Regions from separate parts of the Sus scrofa genome. Here region 2 is linked to region 1. The links are chromatin contacts, called in public Hi-C maps. All regions are on one chromosome and are shown on one strand. The core of a region is the stretch at or near the end of the contact, and the rest is flanking DNA. Distances in the headings are between cores, read along the strand shown. Region 1 holds the start of CCAR2 (cell cycle and apoptosis regulator 2). Region 2 overlaps PEBP4 (phosphatidylethanolamine binding protein 4).

What was found. A called contact is a pair of places that touch in the nucleus more often than the background predicts.
Region 2: a contact with region 1 is called in a Hi-C map of embryonic fibroblasts, with 2.2 times the contacts expected there. The contact joins the enhancer-like site here to the promoter of CCAR2 in region 1. A contact is called at or near these places in 1 of 5 promoter capture datasets (liver), 14 of 47 Hi-C or Micro-C datasets (adipose tissue, embryonic fibroblasts, epiblast stem cells and 8 more) and 2 of 2 datasets of contacts at active chromatin or transcription factors (alveolar macrophages and skeletal muscle).

The regions. Positions count from the first base shown.
Region 1 is chr14:6,855,735-6,862,941 of Sscrofa11.1, reverse strand. It overlaps CCAR2 (cell cycle and apoptosis regulator 2), which reads right to left and starts at 2,890. Exons shown (of 22, transcript NM_001206340.1): 1 at 2,503-2,890; 2 at 2,113-2,208; 3 at 1,745-1,836; 4 at 1,246-1,337; 5 at 928-1,042; 6 at 634-763; 7 at 355-451. The coding sequence starts at 2,170.
Region 2 is chr14:7,003,068-7,010,274 of Sscrofa11.1, reverse strand. The region is part of intron 3 of PEBP4 (phosphatidylethanolamine binding protein 4); the gene reads left to right. Among named protein-coding and RNA genes, the nearest start is that of EGR3, 58 kb to the right of the region's middle. Within about 2 kb of position 3,089, at least 23 of the 83 cell types and tissues checked have an H3K27ac peak or open chromatin away from gene starts, as enhancers often do. A contact at or near this core is called in adipose tissue, embryonic fibroblasts, omental adipose tissue and 2 more, where this site is marked.

The DNA.
Region 1 (7,207 bases), core at 1,641-4,140:
TAAAAATATACTACAAGGGTACTTTTTTTGGACAATTACTATTTTCTTGATAGTTCTGACTCTTACTGTCTGACTCTTAGGGACTAGAACTAAAAGGGAAAATTCTATATGAAAAAAGTTCAATGTGATAGATATTTTGAAAGATTACACCAAATCCCCACTTGCTGAATCAGCTTATAAAGTTCCAATATTTGCATATACATCTCTATGCATCAGCCTGCGTCAGGGGGTGAAGGGACTAGGATCTAGCTGCAGAAACAATGTTAGTGTCAACAGGTGGCAAAAAAGGGGGGACATTCTCCTAGAGGCAAATAAATAAAATAAACTACCTTTCCTGCTTGATCATCCTCTTACCTTCGGCCCTGATCCAATCGTCCGTGAGGGCCCCGAGCAGGAAATCTGTTCAGGTGGCTCAGATGAAGTGTGTGGGATGTTTGGAAGAGACTCAGAGCTGCAGAAAGGAAATGGCTGGTAACTCAAAACCCTAAACATTTGCCCAAATTTCCTGTCTCTTTCTTCCAGTTCACAAAGTACCCACTTCTATTCTGAGAGCAGCAACCTAATAGTTACAAGTCCATCCATCCAGAGTACCCCATAAAGTCACACCCCCAATATCCATGCCACTGGACTCACGCTTCTGAGGAAAAAGTGGGGGAATCCGGTGAGGCTGGAAGATCAACTGGGGCTGAGCTCCCAGAATCCCTTGCTTCTGGCCTAGGGCTGCCACATGTAGAAGGGGAGGTGCTGGGGACTTCAGCAGGGGCTGCAGGGCAGGAAATTCAGGGCATCCCATGGCTGATGTGCTCCCTACCTTGGAAAGATGCAGCCCCACCCCCTTGACCAAAGTAAGGTTTCTGACCAGCTTTCAGGGCACAGAGGCTTCCCTCCCATCCCTTTCCAACTCATGTGCCAAGGAGAGATGAATACCTGGTTGGAGAGCGTTTGCACCTTGACAGCATTCCAGGGCACTGCCTGGCCTGGGTTGTATGCAGCCTTCACCAGCACCTTCTCACCCAGCTGGGGCAGCCGGCCCTTCACCACACTGCCAGCACACAAGCCAGGAGACCCAGTCAGGAGAGAAACCCTGGCCCAGCCACCCTGACTGTCTCTATGAGGACTTTCCCATCAAGATTTCTCACACCACGCATAAAAAAGCAAAGCAATGGCTTTAGAGGGGACCCACCAGCATGGTGACAGAACTAAATCCAATAAGCATTTCCGGAAGAGGACCAGCCTCAAGCCTACCTTAGCTGAAAAAAGACCTCTTCGTCCACCACCCCAAAGTAGTCGTGCAAGCTTGTAACAATACCAGTGAAGACCCGCTGCTTCTCCCCACCCTGTAAGAGATGAGGGCAGTTTAAAGGTAACAGGGAGCACCTGTCCACACTCTGCCACTAGCATCTCATCTTTATCCATCCCCACCCCAGCTCGATTAGAGTACCGCATGGAGTTTCCTATGGAAGAAAGCATACGTGAAAAACAGGCATATCTACTGCCCAAGGGGGTGGGGGGTTCATGCTGGAAGGATTTTCAGTTCTTTAATTCTAAGAAGCACCCTAAAGATTTTCCAAGAGCCAGAACCTAGGGCTCCCCAGTCAGAGGTGCCTAGTCACCTCCAGACTGCCCCAGGACAGGCGTGTCAGGAAGGATGAACACTGTGATGTCCGAATGAATGCACTGGGCAGCCATGCACTCTGGGGTAGCCCCAGGTGCTGAAACTCACTAGAGAGGATGCCCAACCTACCTGAAGATGCCTGGCATTTTGAGACAGGTCTGTGGCCACAGGAGGAGTGAGCAAACCAGGAGGAGGACCCAGAAGAGATGTTGAAGCTGCGCCTATTGTGACAGAGAAGCCATCTAGGAACAGTACCTACCATCCAAAGTACTAGAGGCAGCGAGAGGATACAGTAAACCCAGAGGGCAAAGTGGATCCAAGCAAGTTCCACCCAGGGTTTCGCTGACAACCACTCTGGTCATCTCCTATTTTCCTAAAAAATATCAGCAGCAAACTGCACTGCACCAGGGAAACCCCAAAAGCCTCATTTTAAAAGAAGACTAACTCCAAAGCCCATACTTCCCAGTATGAGGCCAGGTAGAGATAAAGGTGATCACCTGAGAAGTTGCGTCCCCCTGGAAGCGGGTTGATCCGCTGGCGCTTAAACTGGGACATTGGGAATGCTGTCCTCTTTCAGAGTCTTGGGAAAAAACCTTCAATCGGAAAAGAAATTAACAGCTCACAGAGAAAATTCCCATCTACCCCCCAAAAGGAACTAAGGGTCTTAAAGAAAGTGGCGAGATGAATACTGAGAATGAATGGAGAAGATGGATGGAGAGAATACAGAGGAGCAGGAAATGGAGAAATTACAATGTTCCAGTGTGCCCTCACAGTAACCTAGCGGTGGGTGATACTGTATTGCTCTTTCAAAAACAGGAAACTGAGGCTCGAGGGACTGAGACTTGCCCAAAGCCACATAACCAGGTAGGGACAAAACCAGGACTCACACCCAGGTCTCCGACAACTTAGCGCTCCTCTCACCATGCCACGCCACCCTCAGATGGTTGGGGAGAGTAGGGGGTTGGAAAGAGCCCCGGTGACATTCATTCATTCAAATACATCCGCCAAAAGCTCCACGCAAGGCCCGGAAAAATGGAGGAGGCTGGTGCCGGAGAGATGGTGTGGGCCCTCTCCCCGGAAGCCCGGCCCGTTGTTCCCGGACGGGTTGGTGGGAAGACAGCTCCGTGGCCCGGCCGGACGCGAATCCGGCTGCGCGCCCGCCCTCCTGCTCCCGCGCTCCCTGGCCCTCGGCTCCTGCCTCAGCAGCCTCCAGCTCCTGGTCTACCGGCCAGACAGCGACCGGCCACCGTGGGAGGACGAAGGCGCGCGGTTTCTCCTCCTCCCGCCCGCCCCCAGGGCCGAGGCCGTTGCCAGGGAGACGGGACTTGCAGTCCGAAGGGGGGCTCGGCCCCTTCTGCGCCCGGTGCATCTTCGCGGCCCGGCCCTCGCAGCCCCTCGGCCGGGGGAGAGGTGAAGGGGCAGAGGGGCGACGGAAGGCCCCCCAACCCACCTGCGGGCCAGGGCCGCGACACCGGGGGGACAAAGACACCCGGAACCACCACAGCCGCTGCTGCCGCCGCCACCGGAAGCGCCTCTCCGGAAGAGCGACCACTGGTCGGAAGCTGCCACTCTCCCGGATATGGTCCCTCCCTCCTCTCCACCGACCTCTCCCTGCCCCCACGCCGGTCTGCCATCCCGCTCCAACTGCGGAGCGGAAGTGCGCCTTCCCCCGTCGGATGCGCGTTAGGAAGGCGTGTCTCGGCGGTGTCCTCGCTTAAGTGTCCCATTAGAAAAGCAGGCTTCAGAGAATTGGTTCCTAGTCCAAAGACAGCTGGAGCTGGACAGCCCCCCTCCCCCAAAAAAACATAAGGGAACACCTACCACCCCCACATTGGCAAACCCCAAGATCGCAGCAGCAACAGAACTAGTTGACTTCCTCCTGACTGAAGGCGGAGGATCCCTAATCAGTGGCCATCTCTAGGAGAGGTTCCAGTGCCTTACCCAACCAATGGGTAAACCCCATCCCTAGCCCTACCCTTCCATTGACCAGGCACCCACACCCACACACACTTCCCATCCTCTGGGTACCTGCAGGAGACTATGCTTCCCCCCATCCTCAAATAACAAAGAGCTAGGAACCTAATCTAGTAAGATAAACATCCATGATAATTAGGTATACATTTATAAAGAGGTCTTGTGGTCATTTTCTTTAGTTCTTACATCAACCCTTGGGGAACAGGCAGGTCTGGAACTGGTGTCTTAATTCTCAGATTTGAAACCTGGGGAACTCCAATGAAATGACTTGCTCAAAGTCTTGCCATTTTAGTACCCATTAGCAATACCAGTTCCCCCTTATGCTCTTACCTTCCCATCATCCCTCCTGTTTAGCTTCCCTCCAACACCCTTTCCTAATCATTTAACATGCACGAAGCACTTTGAAACAGCTTGATCTCATATTATCCTCATAACAAGCCTGTGAGGTTGGTAGGGCAGGCATCATTATACCATTTGGGAGATTGAGAAGGTACAACTCAGAAAGGTTAGGGGTTTTGTCGAGGTCTAATGGCTAGTATTGGCCCCTGGTTTCAGCTGTGATATGGAAAGGCTAGTAAGGAGTAAAGCAGCTGAGAAGAGACCTTGAAGATTACTCTGCTGTTCTGCTTGCTGTCTTGACCCTCCCATCCCTGGCGCAGTCTTCAGGGCCAAGATTTGGCCAAGGGACTGCCCTGCTCTGTCCTGGTCTGGTGAAACAGAGCAGAACTCCATGGTCCTTTCCCACCATGTCTTCCACCTGCTTTTGTCTGTAGAAATACTTTGGCCAAAGGATAAGTTTAATCAGAGACATGAGAAAATACAGACAGAGGAAAATAAGGCCAAATAGCAATGGTTTACCCATTAAAGAAAGCCAAGGACTTTTAGTTCCTCCTCAAAGGCTATAGATAATATTCTGAGCCATATCCTTCCAGCTGTCTTTTAGATACTGAAACCCTCATTAGGTGGAAGAACTTAACTACATAACTACCAGGCCATAGCCATGACATAAGCTGCCACAATTCCAAGAACTAGCTCTTCAAAGAAATAGGAATAAACCGACCCTAGAATTGAAGATTAACTGTACTTAAGATGACGCTGGTCAGTCCACACTGCAGGACCAATTTCAGGATGACTGTCAGAGCTGACCATACTGTTTCTGCACCCAGCCCCCTCCCTCCACCTATACACCCCGGAAACTCCCCTTTAAAAGCTTTTGTCAGAAAGCTTAGGCAGTGGGTTAAGATCTCAACTGCAGCAGCTCAGTTCACTGCAGAGGTACAGGTTCAATCCCCTGGCCTGAGGCAGTGAGTTAAAGGATCTGGCACTGCCACAGCTGTGGCTTGGATTCAAGCCCTGCTCCGGGAACTTCCATAAGCCACAGGTGTAGGCATGAGGAGGGGGGAAAAAAAAATAGTCTTTCCCTGCTGGTTGTCAGTGGGGAGAGTCAACCTTCGGACATGAATCTGCCCTCCTCCCCAGTTGCTGGCCTCCAAAATAAAGCAAACTTTCCTTTCCACCAAGTTTGCATCTTTATTGACTTTAGAGCAGCTAACAACTGGACCCCACTTTCGGTGGGCCTGCCCACGCAGTATGAGAAGGCAGGACTCCAGCTCAGTAAGTGTCCGCTCAGGAATGAAGGTCAGTTCCATCCTTCTGCAGTCACTTCATCCTGGAAGACTGACTTTTTTTTTTTCCCCTCTTTTGTTCTTTTTTAGGGTCGCACCCACAGCAGATGGAGGTTCCAGGCTAGGGGTCAAATCAGAGCTGTAGCCACCGGCCTACGCCAGGGCCATAGCAACACCAGATCCAAGCCGTGTCTGCGACCTACACCACAGCTCCAGCTCACGGCAACACTGGATCCTGAACCCACTGAGTGAGGCCAGGGATTGAACCCGTAACCTCATGGTTCCTAGTCAGATTCGTTTCCCCTGCGCCATGATGGGAACTCCCGGAAGACCGACTCTTTGAGTGCATGATTCCAGAAAGATGGTTGGATCCAGTTGGATCCAGCCAGTTCACAACACTGACAGTCCCACAGATATATACATATATATCATTTTGCATAAATATACATCTGCGATATGCTGGGTGCCGATAGATCGCCGTGCCAAACACACTCCATGGGTGCCAGATAAATAAGTTCACATTGCCTAAGCCCAGGGATTTCTGGCAGTCAGGGAGGAGCCTGAGAGCTGCTGCACCTGAGGCCTCGCAGGGGCCCAGGGCTCCTCGGCTGCTCAGAGAAACTCAGCCCTCGCCTCAGAGAGGAAGGTGAGGTCAGCAGCTTTTCCCGGCAGTGTCCCGAAGCAGCAACAGGGCAAAGGGCGAGGAGGAGGACTTCACTGCACTCCGCTGACCCGGGGTCACGTCCCTGCCTGCACCAAGAGGTCTCAACACACTGAAAGGTTTTTGGCTCGTTGCTTCTTAACCACTAATGATGGCATAAAGGTCTTCCGGAGGGGGTGGCACGGAGGCCTGTCAGGGAGGTCACCTGATGCAATCCTGTGGGGAAAGAAAGGAGGCACTAGGCTAGGAGGCAGAAACAAAGGCAGCGATGCCCCAGAGTTGACCAAGCATCGTGAGAAACCTGGGGATAGTCATTGACATGGATAATTCCCCCTGGAGAATTATTCAGTAAAGACCCCCACCCCGATCCCCCAGCATCCACCTCGGAATCCTGTACGCCCTACCTTGCTCTCCTGGGAAAACCTGGGGAGGTGACCTAGGTTTCAGCCTTGAGGAATGAGGGCTTGCTGGGCTGACATGAGGATTTCCCATCTTCCGGTCCTGGCTCTGCCACTGACTCACCATGTGGCCTTGGGAAAACAACGTCCCTCCCCTGCTCAGTCCTCATCCTCCTATCTGCAGATGGGGCACTTTAACTGCTTTTTGGTTCTTCCAGCACCCTCTCCAAGTCTATGTCTCTCAGATTTTGCAGGGACAAAGGAAACTAGTGGCAGTGTAATCTCAGCAGCCTAGTTCATCAGGCTTCTCCCTCTGCCCTACTCTGGGCTGAGCCCCAGGACTCACCTGGGGGCAGGGCCATCAGGAGGGGCAGGGGGTTCAGCAGGTCGAAGGCTCCTCCACCGGATCCGGTTGAGCAGGACCTTGACCTTGTTCCAGTGGGAGAGATCCCGCTGAGCAGAGGGTGGGGGGGGGTGTCACCCAGAGCCCCTCCCCACAACATACCCCTGACCAAGCTCCCAGAGTTAGTTGTCATCACAGCCAGGACAAGTCACCTGCTCCAAACAGGAATCCTCTCATTTTCCAGCCTTCAGGGTATCCACGCATCCCCACCCATCCTGCCACCTGGCCCCACATATATCCCTCCCCTACCTTGTGTCCCTGGGAGGATGGAAAGGTATGAGCTGGCTCTGCCGGGGCCTCTGACAGCCTGGGAGGCCTGGCACTGGGCGCGCCTGCCTTGAGGGGTGAAGCTGTTTTTGCTCCTTCAGAAAGAGAAGCAGATTACTCAAGGCCAGAAACAGGAAGCAACCCGCCCAGCCCAGGGCTCAGGAGGTCTGCTGGTGGAGCCCTGGGCAGGCAGGACACAGAGGGAGACACAAAACCCCTCACCTGTCTCTGTTTGGCTGAGTTGCTCCCATGGCCCATGTACCT
Region 2 (7,207 bases), core at 1,840-4,339, 150 kb before region 1:
GCTTAGGATGTAATAAGTGCTCAGTTAATGTTTGGCTCCCCAAACAGTATAACAATCGGAGCGCAATCAAAATTCCTAGAGTGGAGTTCCTGTCGTGGCTCAGTAGTAACGAGCCCGACCAGCATCCATGAGGACACGGCTTTGATCCCTGGCCTCCCTCAGTGGCTTAAGGATCTGGCATTGCCGTGAGCTGTGATGTAAGCCGCAGATTTGGCTCTGGTGTTGCTATGGCTATGGTGTAGGCCAGCAGCTACAGCTCCAGTTCAGCCCTGGAAGCTTCCAGCAATTGCAGCCCTAAAAAAAAAGAAAGAAAAAAAAAATGCCTGGAGGTAGTACAGGGAGATAATAACTGTGCCTAGGTAGTCTTAGAAGGCTTCCTGGAAGAGATGACATTTGAGATGTGTTTTAAAGGACTGAGTAGAAGTTTATCAGATAGAGAAGTAACCCAAGGGCTTTCAAGATACAGGAACAGTGAATTATAGGTGGAAGGGTGTTTGGGTTGTGAAGGCATGGCCCCTGTGCACTGTGTCACACTGCTGAGTTCCAGCCAGGAAGACTGTGGAGGCTGCAAAGTGAAGACCTTTCAGAACCAGCTGTGCGATGGCACAGGACACAGAAGGGAGTGCTCCAGGTTCCACGGCTGGGTGATGATGGGGTTCTTCCAGCAGCTGAGGAACTGGTCCTTTTCACTGTGTTTCTCAAAGAGAAGAGTCAAAATCTCAGACATCCCTGAAACCTGGACCCACAGGCCGAGCTAGGGTGCCAGGAGGCAGCAGGACATCAGAGAAAGTAGGACCACCAGCTCTGGTCAGTCGTGGCCCAGCTCCAGTGCCTATAGCCATGAGCCTTCCCCTTCAGCATTGCCCAAGCTTGCCGCATATATTTACTACGTGGGCCTTTTCAGCAGGTTTGCCAAGCTCTGCCCTGGAGCCCATGGGGTCGCTCAGGGAACATTTGAATCAGTACCAGATGTTGGATACCAGAGATTCCAAATGGAAAAGCCACAGACATTTGGCCGGGATAATCCTGCTGTGTGACCTGGTGCTTAAAAGCCATTTTTTTTTTTTTTTTCTTTGTTGGCTGCCCCAAGGCATATAAGAGGTCCCGGGCCAGGGGTCAGATCTGAGTTGCAGTTGTGACCTATGCTGGATCCTTAACCCGCTGTGCCAGGTCAGGGATTGAACCTATGTCCCCCTCGCTCCAGAGGAACCACCGCCGACCCCTTTGTGCCATGGCGGGAACTCCTCCAAAGCCATTTGTAAAAAGGTCTCTAGGAGAGATGAGCTGGAGTTAAAGGGAACACCAGTAGTTTCTCTCTGTGGGCAGGCTTGATCGTTGTTGATGAAATTTTTCACACATGAATGTCTATTTCACGGAGTTAGTATCCCCACTTTTTGAGTGAAAAATGGAACAGCTGAGAGGGGAAATGACTAATTTAGGGGTCCCTAGTGAATATCTTCCCCAGGTCCCATGACCTCAAGGCCAGTGTTCTTTCCATCACACAGCATGGCTGCGGCTGAGCCCCAGGGCATCCAGGAAGGGAAGCTGGGGGTTCAGGGCTGTGGGCGACCGGCCAGGAGGGGAGCACGTGTGCTGACCGTTAGTCCTGGCGCCTCTTTCTTGGCATAGAGACTGCCTTTATGTGCATCTCAGATTTCATTTTTTACCACAGGCCTAGCTATCTTGGAGCTTTTTCAGCCACTAAGTCAGGCCTCAAGAAGCGCACCCCAATTTGCTGTGTCTCAGGAGTGATTCTAGCCCACACCCGTCAAGCTCACTAACTGCCTTCGAGGGCAGGGATGCCTGATCTCCAGGCCCAGCTCTCTCACCAGGCAGCTGTGCAACCTAGCACAGGCCGCCTTCCCTCTCTGTGCCTCCCTTTCCCCCCTGGGAAATGGAGTCAGCAATGCCCACCCCCTCCGCAGCCCACATGGGGCGCTGGGAGAGTGGATGAGATCATGTCTGTGTGCTACTTGGCGGAAGGAAGCAGCGGGAGGAGAACAAGGTAGTATTCTTTTCTGGACCTCACTGGGCAGTTGCCATGAAGTTGCTGTGATATACAAGCCTTTCAAAGGCCTCCGGAACCCGTCCCAGGAATGCCATGGGAAGGCAGTGTGTCAGAACCAGCTTGGGCTTCCGAGTAGCTGGGGGGGTGAGTTCAAAGCCCAGCTCAGCCACTTACCAGCTTTGGCAAACCACCCAATTGCTTTCGGCCTCAGTTTCCTCTCCTGTAAAATGGGAATAACCCTAACCACAGAAGGTTGTGTGGTTAAGGATTAAATAAAATAATGCCCGGCATTCATGACTAAGAACGCTGTGGGCCTTGTCAGGACACCTCTTTGTGTTTCTCCCTGGACCATCTCCAGATAAGCACAAATGTCCTACCGCACCCCTTCAGGACAGCCTCAGCAGGAGGGACGAGCTGGCCTTACCAAGCTCCTCCTTTTGAAAAGTGAGAACCGGGGCAGTGAGCACAGGCCTTTCCCAGCATTGCCCAGGCAGCCTGTGACCCACAGAGTGCAGGGTCTGAGGCCAGAGGACTGGGTGAGGCCGGGTGGTCCCTGGAGCCCTGTCCCCTTGGGCAGTGGGGGAGGGGCCCCAGCCTTAGCACCCAAAACTCTCAGCCCGGCCAGCTGTCCAAGGGCAGCAGGCCCCAACACCCTTCACCTCACCAGGTGCAAAGTGAAGGCCTCAGTGAGCCCCAGGCAGAAACGAACTGTCCTGGGGACAGATAGGCATAAACTGTCCTCCTGGTCTCTTTTTGTAGGACAGGAAGGGACACAAAGTTGGGGGATTGGACGCATAAAGAAAAGGTCTCATCGGAAAGGAGTGGTGATGGGGCCGTGGTTGAGGTTGCAGCCGAGGCAAGCAAGGAAGCTGAGAGATCCTTCCAGCAGAGGGTGTGAGAACCAGCCACAAAGCGGCTGAGGCCTCCTGCAGCTCACACCAAAGCTGCTGAGCCAATCTGGCCGACGGTCTGAATTAGTCACCAGTTTTGACAAGGAGTTGCATCAGTTACATAACAGCCTCCCTTGCTCTCCAGTGGGTCTCCTGAGCTGGGCTCTCTCTGGGTGAAGGTGCTGGCTGGTGCAGGGTGAGGGGGTCACCATGTGAGAGCGCAAGGGCCTAAGTTTCCGGCAAAAGTCCTCCCCAGGCCTGCTCCGGCCCTGCAGGGCCAGAAGGAGGCGCCAGCTGTTCACCTCCTGTCTGAGTCTTTGCCACCCTGCCTCCTGAGCAATCCCACGCTAGCCTTGCAACCCTAAGGCTCTGTGCTCTAAGCCTTAGCAGGAAAGATGCCTCAGACGAGGAGTTAAATTGTTCCTCCACTCACGGCAGCTCAGAAGCCCTCGGAGCACTTCCCCTGCTTAATTGGTTATAAGACATCATTATAATAATTATTATCAATAAGCATTTAGTGAGCACCTTTGGTTGTGCCCTGTTCAAGGTATTGGTGGGGCTACAAAGGTGAATAAGACACATGTATGCAGCAGCAGAAGTAACTTGAAATTATAACGCCTTTCCTCCAGAAGGAGAGCACTTTCCATGAAAGAACTCAAAGCCATGACCCCCACTTCCTGCTGAGGGTCAGATGTGATCCCTGCATTGAGGGCTGGAGAAACCAGCCTTGACCTGAGAAATGCCCGGAACAGTGTAGGCTTCTCGTGATCGAGTGGATTTATCCATCCACTGCTCATGGCTAAGTGAAGAGCAATAAATGTTTAACAGTATTAATAATGGGTGATGGTGATGATGATGACAAAAATAATGTCAGAGGAGTTCCCATTGTGGTTCAGCAAATTAGGAGCCCGCTAGCATCCATGCAGATGCAGGTTCAATCCCTGGCCTTGCTCAGTGGGTTAAGGATCCGGCATTGCCATGAGCTATGGTGTAGGTCAAAGACGAGGCTCAGATGTGGCGTTGCTGTGGCTGTGGTGTAGGTCGCAGATGCAGCTCCAATTAGACTCCTAACCTGGGACTTCCATATGCTGCAGGTGCAGCCCTAAAAAGCAAAAAAAAAAAAAAAAAAAGAGCAAAATAATAATAACAATGTCAGAGAAGAGTACATGTGTCCCATTCTGCCCCCAAGTCCTTGGGACTTCAATCCTTCCTTCCTTCCTATTGGCTTTTCTGTTACACTCACAAGATAATAGAAACAAAGGATAGAGGCTTGGGAAACATTTAAGAATCATTCACACAGACTCCAAGCAGGACTTGACTAACTGGTCCAGGAAGTCACCATTACAGCAAGTGGGTGAACACAGGAGTCCTGAGTGAGGTGGGGGCTTCTTGGGCCCATCCTCCCCTTCCCAAGCCTGATTTAAGGGATAGTCCCCAGCCCAGGCCCCAGGGGATAATGGTAACTTCAAAGGCCCATTCCCTGCCAATCATCCTTCCAGATTTGTGACAATTAAGAACCAGCAGAGATCAGACCTCACCAGTCCAGCCTTCCCTTTGTACAGCTGGGAACACAGAGGCCCAGACAGGAGAAGTGACTCAGTCAGGGCCACACAGCAGAGCTGGGACTCCAACTCCCACTCTTTTATCACACTGTGAAAACCAGCAGAGGTGATGGAGAGGACGGGTGAAGGGGAACTGTCAGGGGCCCCCACTTGCAGATTCCACATGACCCACAGTTCCTGCCTCTCAGGCTCCATAGCAAGCAGGTGACAGCTTTGCACAGAGGAGGAGCAGCTGCCCCAAAGAGGACATGTGAGTGGCCGTGATGCCAAGTCAGTGTGTTTCTAGAACAATGAGCCTTTCCTCCGTGCTCAGCTCCCTAGAAAAGAGCTGAAGGGGTAAACTACCCTTAGGCCCACAGGCAAATTCCTGGTGAGAATCGAATCCAGCTTCTATCTCCCAGCAATCTCTCCGGGTATCTACTTGAGATGAGCTTTCCCAGCAATATTTACAGCCAATTAGAGAAAATTAAAGGACTAACTGGGAAACCTAGTGTCAGTCTAGGCCACACAATCGCTCACTCATTCAGCAAACTTCACCGGAGTCTCTGCTGTGTGAGGATCCACTGTGAAGAAAATAGGGTCTCTGATCTTAGTACCTCCCCATCTAGTGGGTAAGACAGGAAAGGAGCATGGGGAGAGAGGGCCATCTGGAGCTGGGAGGCCAGGCAACTGCAGAGCCTGGGTGCTGGGCAGCTGCTGAGAAGCCAGGCTGATGCAGTCCCGTCCATTTGCTTTCGGTTTTCTCTTTGCCCATCGTTCTTCCTCTCCCCCAAAGCACAGATTGCTTTTTTTTCCCCCATGGAAACATGCCCCCTCAGCATCCTCTAGCTCCAGCCTCTGCCTTCAAACTTTCCTTTCCCATCATTTTCCCCATTTGGGACCCAAACTGAGCCTACACCCTATTGATGAATGGATAGATGTAGAGGTTGTGGGGAGGAGCCCCACCAGACTCACCCAGACAGATGTGCTCTGTCCCCCGCACAGCTGTCCGGGCAGCCCATCTGCACTCACTTCCTGCCTCCCAGCTCCAGCCCCTCACACCTCCCACGCAGGGGCGTGGGAAGTCTGGTCCCAAAGCCAGTGTTGAGCACCCCCACCTCCAGCACAGCAAAGCCAGTAGCCCAGGACCCCGGCTCCCACCCTCTACCCTCCCCCACTAGAAATGGTGGCCTGGAAACGACTTCAGCAAGGTGGCTCTTCTGGAGGGCTCTGCCTCAGGGTTCAACCTCAGGCTCTGGGCAGCTGCGGGAGCCGCCCAGCTCTCTCGTTCTCCCAGCGCCATCTGTCTCTATGAAACACTCTGCAGCATCGCTGATCTGATTTCATTATTTGGTCAGAACTAAAGTGCTCTGCTTTGCTCTGGCCAGGTGTCTCCGAGGGAAGGGAAAACTATTTTCAAAAAGTTTGGGGTGCTCCCATGATGGCTCAGCAGGGTAAGACCCCAACATTGTCTCGGTGAGAATGCAGGTTCTATCCCTGGCCTCACTCAGTGGGTTTAGGCTCTGGCATTGCCCCAAGCTCCCGTGTAGGTGGCAGGTGTGGCTAGGATCTGGCATTGCTGTGGCTGTGGTGTAGTCCTGCAACTGCAGCTCCAATTCGACCCCTAGTCTGGGAACTTCCATATGCTGCAGGTGCGGCCCTAAAAAGAACAAAAAAAGGTTTGGTGTGAAAAGACGTCCCAGCTAAAAGTCTACCCCAAGACCCCTATACTGTTGACTCATTGTCAAAGTCCGCATGGTGCCGCCAGTTTCGATGCTGGGAGGTGGGAGGAAACGGGAAGTCTCGAGAAGACATGACTCCTCTGGAAACCTGTAGGTTTCTGGGATGCTCTCAGTTCCCTCCTGGCTCCCGAGCAGGGTGTGTGCATTCTCTGGGGCTAAAGGGATGGTTCAAGCAGCTCTGCAGCTCCCTGAGCAAATAAATAAATAGGAGTTCCCGTTGTGGCACAGTGGGAACGAATCCAACTAGGAGCCATGAGGTTGCGGGTTCAATCCCTGGCCTCGCTCAGTGGGTTAAGGATCCAGCGTTGCCATGAGCTGTGGTGTGGGTCGAAGACGCGGCTGGGATCTGGCGTTGCTGTGGCTGTGGTGTAGGCCAGCGGCTGTAGCTCCAATCCAGCCCCTAGCCTAGGAACCTCCACATGCCATGGGTACAGCCCTAAAAAGCTAAACAAACAAACAAACAAACAGAACTGTAGCCCTGTAGCCCCCAGTTCTGGCTCTGTACACAGTAGGCACTTTTAAGGGTGTGCTGAACTGGACTGCCAGGCTACTCCCTGGCCACCTGCTTGCATCAAACAGGCAGTGGGGAATCTAATTAACCTTTTCTTGCTCTTAGGAAATTCGAGTTGTGCAATCAGGAAAAGGAGAGACATGGCTGTGATATGTCTCCATGATGGAAAATGAGGATGATAGACTATTAGAGGAATGGGAAATTTGACTGTAAAATTAACAGGTATCTCCTACTCAACTCAAAAGTTTTTCTTCAATACTGTGTCCTAAGGCAGTGGGAGTTAGGGAGAAAAAATGATAAATTGTTCTCTTTTCCTGGAAACAGAAATTTCTTAGGCGTGTACACAAACCCTAGAATCCTAGACCTCATGAACAGTGGGATTGCCCGGGTGGGAACTGGCTTCTCCAGGCAGAAATGAGCCCCAGAACAAGGGCTGGTGCCAAGAACAAGAGCAAAGAGCTAACCCGGCCTGTCTAGTTGCAAGAAGGTTTTGTCTTCCCTGACTGCCATTTTTA